Linked DNA regions of Pan troglodytes: region 1 is linked to region 2. A link is a contact called in public Hi-C data. All regions are on one chromosome and are shown on one strand. The core of a region is the stretch at or near the end of the contact, and the rest is flanking DNA. Distances in the headings are between cores, read along the strand shown. Region 1 overlaps TEAD4 (TEA domain transcription factor 4). Region 2 holds the start of TULP3 (TUB like protein 3).

Evidence for each region. Hi-C and Micro-C count contacts between places; a contact is called where the count stands out from the background.
Region 1: a Hi-C map of induced pluripotent stem cells shows a contact between it and region 2, with 2.1 times the contacts expected there. The contact joins the enhancer-like site here to the promoter of TULP3 in region 2. A contact is called at or near these places in 1 of 7 Hi-C or Micro-C datasets (induced pluripotent stem cells) and 1 of 1 datasets of contacts at active chromatin or transcription factors (stem cell-derived excitatory neurons).

The regions. Positions count from the first base shown.
Region 1 is chr10:10,208,226-10,211,799 of NHGRI_mPanTro3-v2.0_pri, forward strand. All of the region lies in intron 10 of TEAD4 (TEA domain transcription factor 4), which reads left to right. Among named protein-coding and RNA genes, the nearest start is that of TSPAN9, 42 kb to the right of the region's middle. Within about 2 kb of position 1,471, at least 8 of the 24 cell types and tissues checked have an H3K27ac peak or open chromatin away from gene starts, as enhancers often do. A contact at or near this core is called in induced pluripotent stem cells, where this site is marked.
Region 2 is chr10:10,063,597-10,066,743 of NHGRI_mPanTro3-v2.0_pri, forward strand. TULP3 (TUB like protein 3) reads left to right here and starts at 1,828. Exons shown (of 14, transcript XM_054663015.2): 1 at 1,828-1,853; 2 at 2,100-2,286. The coding sequence starts at 1,828. RHNO1 (RAD9-HUS1-RAD1 interacting nuclear orphan 1) reads left to right here. Exons shown (of 3, transcript XM_016922785.4): 3 at 1-757.

The DNA of each region.
Region 1 (3,574 bases), core at 221-2,720, 140 kb after region 2:
TGTTTGCTGACAACGAGACTTTGCGTCAATCGTGGGTCCTCACAGGCTGCCCCGGCTCCCCCTGCATCGGGAAGCTCCTGTCTTCTGCTCCCTGGCCTGGTCCCGCCTTCCCCCTCCATCAGCTGGTGTGAACTTGGCCACACACAATTAGGAAGGAAAACTGCTCAGGCAAGGAAACGGTGTCGCCTCTCCCGGAGCCTTTCTTTTCCTGCCTGGCTGTTTTCTCAGTCCTGGCTCCCAGGCCCTGAATGTGCGTGCTGGAGAGGCAATCAGAACCCCCTTGGAGTGGGAGGAGGACTTGTCCGTCCCCAGTCCAGCCTCCCTGCCTGCCCCCTGAGTTACTGCTCTTACTGAGGGCGCTGTGGTGGTCATTCATAGACTCTCGGACTGCTGGGACACATTTCCAGCTAGAAGTAGCATCTGCCAGCCTGAAGGGCTGAGGCTGCTAGGGCTGTGCACAGCCTCAGCCCTATCTGATGAGCGCCACGGGGCCTGGAGCAAGGGACTGATGTGATTAAGCCCCCTTCCTCCCCCAGAGCCCCGCAAGTCCAGCAGAGGCCACCTGTCTCTGGGGCCGGTGAGAGGGGGCCTTTGGTCACTGGTGGCCATTAACGCCGCTCTGCACATTGGAAATGCCAGGCAGAGCCGGGCTGCACCGTGGAGGCAGCAGAGTACCCCAGGCCTTCCTCCCATCTCAGCCTGCTGTTCCCTTTCAGGCCCTGACATTTCTCCCAGGCACATACCAGCACATGACAATGAATCTGAGCCCCTCCAGGCCCCCACACCCGGGCTGCGGCTGTCTCTGCTCATCTGTCAGTCACCCGATCCCCCACACCTGTTCCAGGCACAGCTGCCCACCCGCACGCACAGCTATGAATAGGGCGGAGGGAGGGTTGCAAGGGGGCACTCACAGGCCAGGGGACCGGGGCAGCTCTCATTTTTTCTTAGGCCAAGAAGCGTAGCTTGTTTGGGGTGGGTGCTCAGTGTGGGGGGATATGAGGGTGGACAGGAAATGTCAGGAGTATAGCTGCAGGAGAAGGGGTGAGGCTGTAATTAGAAGGATCCAGGCACTGAGGACCAGTCGAGGTGCTCTGGGGCGGGTCGTCCGCGTCGCCGGCTGGTGTGTTCCGGGTTTATGCAGTGTGAACATGAGTTCTGGGGCTGATTGTGGGATCTCTCTTTCTCCCCCTGACCCATTGCTCAACCCTAGCACTTGTATTCTATTTGTTCTCCCGATTATAAATTCCCTGAGAGCAGAAACAATGTCTCAACCTCTCTGGGCCCCCCTGCCTCTAGCACTGCTGGCCTGGGCTGGATAAATGGGCACCTGAGCGATGGGAAGAGCCAGGGAGTGGGAGCTGATGACAGAAGAGTGTATTTGAGATGGGGGTGGAGCTGGGGCGCAAAACTCTCAGGGTGAGCAGGACAGGGTAGGTTCCTGCTTGCGACTGAGGGACCTTGCTCTTCTCACTGGTGCCACCCGGAGGTGAGAGGGTGAACAGCCGCCTGCAACCTTGATTGAAGGCCCACCCTACTAAGGCCCTGGGAGAGCTTAGTTCTTGCCTCCAGGGAGCATCGTATCTGGAAGGGGGCAAGGACATCTGGACAGATTATAACAAGCAGGGTAACAGAGGGGGATCTGCCAATTGCTCCTGGGGGCTGGGGGCAGCTGCTGCCTCTGTGTGTCTGGAAGAGCTTGGAGGTGTGGATGCCAGTCCTTCCCAGCTTGGCACATAGGATACTTGTAAGGTGGCACATGGATATGCATTTTTTTTAATAGTTAAGTAGTTGCCCAGGCTCAATGGCTCATTCTTGTAATCCCTCCACTTTGGGAAGCTGAGGCAGGAGGATCACTTGAGCCCAGGAGTTCGAGACCAGCCTGGGCAGCATGGCGAAGCCCTATCCCTGTGTTTTAAAATAACTTTATTTGAAAATATGAAAAATAGTTATAGGCCAGACGCGGTGGCTCACGCCTATAATCCCAACACTTTGGGAGGCCGAGGCAGGTGGATCACTTGAGGCCAGGAGTTCGTGACCAGCCTGGCCGACATGGTGAAACCCCATCTCTACTAAAAAAAAAAATACAAAAACTAGCCGAGCGTGGTGGTGGGCACCTGTAATCTCAGCTACTCAGGAGGCTGAGGCAGAAGAATCACTTGAACCTGGGAGGCGAAGGTTGCAGTGAGCTGAGATTGCACCACCACACTCCAGCCCAGGCGACAGAGCGAGATTCCGTCTCAAAAAATAAAATTAAAAAAATAGTTATATAGTTATTTTCATATATATTAGAAAGAATAGAATCCTTGATTTCATGGATTTATTGCTTAGAACGGAATTAAGGAATAAAAGTGAGTTGATTTAAAAGAATCAGGATGTGTCGTAGATGGCACATGAATGTGGCATTGATCAGAGGGGCCATGCACGGTTAAAGTCTGAGGGTCACCACCATTGATGCCTGGCCTCATCTCTTGGTGTTCCCCACCATGTCCAGTGCATCCTTCCCAGGCAGCTGGGCTTCCTGCCAGCGGCATTTCAGGCATTGTTCACATTTCTGCCCTGTGCTTCCAGCTACAGCATAAGTCCTGAGCACACAAACTGTCCCCCAGCCCCTTTTTAGGAACAGTCTGACAAAGTCAGTCTCCTAGGAGGAGCAGGTGACTTCGAGAAAATAGGAGACAGGCCAGGTGCAGTGGTTCACACCTGCAATCCCAACACTTTGGGAGGCCAAGGTGAGAGGATCACTTGAGGTCAAGAGTTTGAGACCAGCCTAGGCAACAGCGAGACCCTGCCTCTACAAAAAATTTTAAGATTAGCCAGGTGTGGTGGCACATGCCTATAATCCTAGCTACTCAGGAGGCTGAGGGGGGAAGACTGCTTGAATCCAGGAGTTCGAGGCTGCAGTGAGCCGTGATCATACCACTGTACTCCAGCCTGAGTGACAGAGCAAGATTCTGTCTTTAACAAAAAAAAAAAAAGAAGAAGAAGAAAACAGGAACCCGAAAGCCTGGGTTCTGGTCCCATTCACCTTATATTTGCCTGTAAGACCTTCGGCCAGTCACAGCCACAGTTAAATCTAGTCCGGCAGAGGCCTCAGCCACCTCTGCCATGCCCCCCTGGGCACCCTGCCTACAATGTGTCATCCCCTCCCCCCCGGCATCACAGATGGAGACAGAGTGGGGAGACTGAGGCCAGCTCAGGGGTGGTAGTGGAGGGTGCTTAGGATAAATGCTGCTGTCTGTTTCAGAGGCTGAGCATTGACACGAATGCTTTTTTCCCCTAATGGCCTCATCAAAGCCGAGGCAGGTGCACTGAACCATATGCCATTCTGTTTCAGCATGAAAACAGCCTTTTTTTCCTCATCATAAACGTAATCCACCCTCATTCTGCTCCGTAGCCTGCTTTCCCACTCAGTGTGTTTGTAGTCATCCATGATAATAAATGCAGGTCCTTCTCAGCGTTTTTTGTGGCTACATAATGTTTCTATTGTGCTATAGACAATCAACACCCCCCGCCAGTCTAGAGAAAGGTCGTGCTCTGGGAAAACTTCTCCAAAGGAGAGAAAAATAACGATTGA
Region 2 (3,147 bases), core at 578-3,077:
ATTTTTAGTAGAGATGTGGTTTCTCCATGTTGGCCAGGCTGGTCTCAAAATCCTGACCTCAAGTCATCTGCTGGCCTTGACCTCACAAAGTGCTGGCCCAGCCGAGATTTGTTTTCTAAGATACTTTGTGTCATGAACAGTTCAGTTTAGTGTCATGAACTATTCACTTCATATTTTTCTTGTATTAACTGTTTAAATTTTTAAAATATCTTGTAGTAACTCTTTAAAATGTATGTAAGTAAATGGCTGCAGAAAGTTTTTTTAGAGAATCCTGCTTCCATCAGTAACACAGCAATATTACCCCATCCACTAATGGTCTTTGTTTCCTTAACCACTACTCATTAATCCTTAATCACCTCATTCAAACTAATTCATTCTGCATTTTTGAGTACCAACTCTTGTCAGGCTCAGTGGCAGCTTCTATGACCTGATGGATGGAAAAAAATCAAACTCTGTGACTCTATGGTTGACTGCCACCTCTGCAACCTTGACTCATCTGCTGAAAAGGCAAGAAGAAGAAAGGGCAGCAAGCCCTGTTTTAGGGACTACATAAGATGAGGGGAGATAAGGGGGACATAGATGAGTTCTTTAGGATTGCTTGTGTTTTGAGTTTTTGTTTCTAACTGAAGAAATCTGTCAATATTAAATAGGGTGGGAAAATGGTTTCTTAGAATAACTGTTCAACTGTGTGTAAATAAGGAAAGTTTTCAATGAGTATTACTTATTGTAATTAATGCAGAAGGACTTCCCCAGTCAACCGAATGTCTCGGCCTTTTACTCAGACAACTAGCATCTCATTAAACCCATTCATTTAGCATTCATTCAGCTGGACCTACTGTGTCAGGTCCAGCCCCAACTAGATCAAGCAGGGATTACTGTATATTTTACAGATGGGAGTTTGATGCAGAGAATGAACCATGCACAGGTCACACAGTGAGTGCACGCTGACCCAGGCAGTGTAATGGTCCACTCTCAGCGTGTGCCTCCTAAAGTACTAACTTGTAGGTTCAAAACCAATGTGGAAACAACTTTGACCTTAGAACGCCATAAAGCCATTTGTGCAGTGACTTGTGAGGACTCAGGATGTTTTGTAGGGACTATAATGTGCATGTCGGTAGGGAGAAAGGGACTGACATTTGGGGACGGGATTTATTGGAGACAAGAGTACACATTTAGACAGGGGCTCTCACGGTGGGCTATGGATGTTTGAGGAAGGCCCACAGGAGGTAGAAAGGTAGATGGAAAGAGTCTCCAGGACGGGCCCACGCCTGTAATCCCAGCACTTTCGGAGGCTGAGGCGGGTGGATCATTTGAGGTCGGGAGTTAGAGGCCAGTCTGGCCAACATGGTGAAACCCTATCTCTACTAAAAATACGAAAAATAGCCAGGCAGTAGTGGCCCCTGCCTGTAATCGCAGCTACTCCACAGGCTGAGGCAGGAGAATCGCTTAAGCCTGGGAGGCGGAGGTTGCGGTGAGCTGAGACCGGGCCACTGCACTGCAGTCTGGGCGAGAGAGTGAAACCCTGTCTCAAAAAATTAAAGTCTCTGGATTCCCTCGTGTGCTTTAGGGGAGTCTGTAGAGCAGGTCTAGGAATGACCTAAAAGCTTGGGCTGGAGTAGGGGAAGCTTAAGTTCTGTGCAGTTGAAGTTCAAGGCCAGCCTATGGAAGATGCGTTTCACTGGGAGTGACTGATGGAGTGGAGAGGGTACCAGAGGGGGTCCCCGAAGGCCGCTGGTATCAGGGCAGGGGCCAGAATGGGAAGCGGCAGAGGTCTGTACATCCTCACAGGGCAGACCTCGGGAAGCGCTCTGGGTGGGCTCGGTAAAAATGGCGGGGGTGCGAGGAGCCGTTGCGTGCGTGGCGGTTGGTGGGGTATAGGAGACTCCTCTGACCGGACTCGCCTGCTGGCCGCGCGGCGGGCGAGGCCCAGGCAAAAACAAAGTCTTCCCCCTCAGTACCGGCCCTGCGAGGCGCTCCAGAGGACCAAGCCTTAGCTCGCGTCACCCCATCCCCGCGCAGGCGCGTTTAACTCCCGCTCGCCTCCCGCCCCTTAGCAACCCTCCCGCATCGTTGGGCCCCGGCAATAGCCAATGAGACAGGAGCCACGAGAACACGGACCAATCGGCGTCGGCGACAGTGTGGAACGCGGTTGCCAGGAGGCGGGACGCGGCGGCGTGCCAGCCTAGCCACTCTAGCGACGGCGGGGAAGAGTGTGTACGTGGTGGGGGCTTCCTCGGTGGCGGGCATGGAGGCTTCGCGCTGCCGGCTCAGTCCCAGCGGCGACAGGTCAGACAGGGCCGTGGCAGGTCTCCTCCTGAGCGAGGCGGAGGGGCGAAGCGAGAAGGCGGAGGTCCTCTCCGGGAGCCCTGCGGGGAGAGGGCGGGACTCGGGACTTGGCGACTCAGGGAGGGACTGGTTTCGGCGGCGGGAGGCGACCCCCTCGCCCTACTCCCGTGTGGGGACCCCTTTCTCAAGTGGAGCGGCGGCACTACATCCCGCGCCGTGGGCAGAGACCTTTGGTTCAGGTCCCTGCTCAGGAACTTCTGGAGTTTTCGTGACGGGCTCCCTCGGCCCCTCTGGGCCTCGGGTTTCCCTCGGGGGAGAGGCGCTGGCCCCGCTTAGCTCCCACTGCCCGGCGGTGTCACAGCCGAGAGGGGACCCAGCCCCTCCCGGGAGGCGGTGCGGGGTTCTGACGCCGCTGCTTCGGACGGGTAAAGCTGAATTCTGGAGCAGAGTCCGAGGAGCGGAAACGCGAAACTTCTTTTTCCTCTCTGCTTTCCAGTGTTTGTCTCTGATTCGGGATGGTCTGACTGATTTGCCAGTGGGCCACACCCCTTGTTTGTGCGCCTCTTTCTCTGCCAGAGGGAGAGCCTCGGAAAAAAAAGGATCCAAAATCTCAGCGTGTCACTTTCTTGTTCGCTAGGTTAATGAGAAGTTAATGGGAAGCCGTTTGAAATCATTGGTTAGAAACTTTGGCGTCATCTGAGGATTTAAGTCCTACACGCCAACTGTATACCCCGCTTTTTATTCCATTACCAAGACAGATTTGCGGCCAGGCGCCTTGGAACACGTCTGTTATCCCCAGCACTTTGGGAGGCCAAGGCAGGAGGATCGCTTGGTCTCAGGAGTTCGAGACCAGCCTGGACA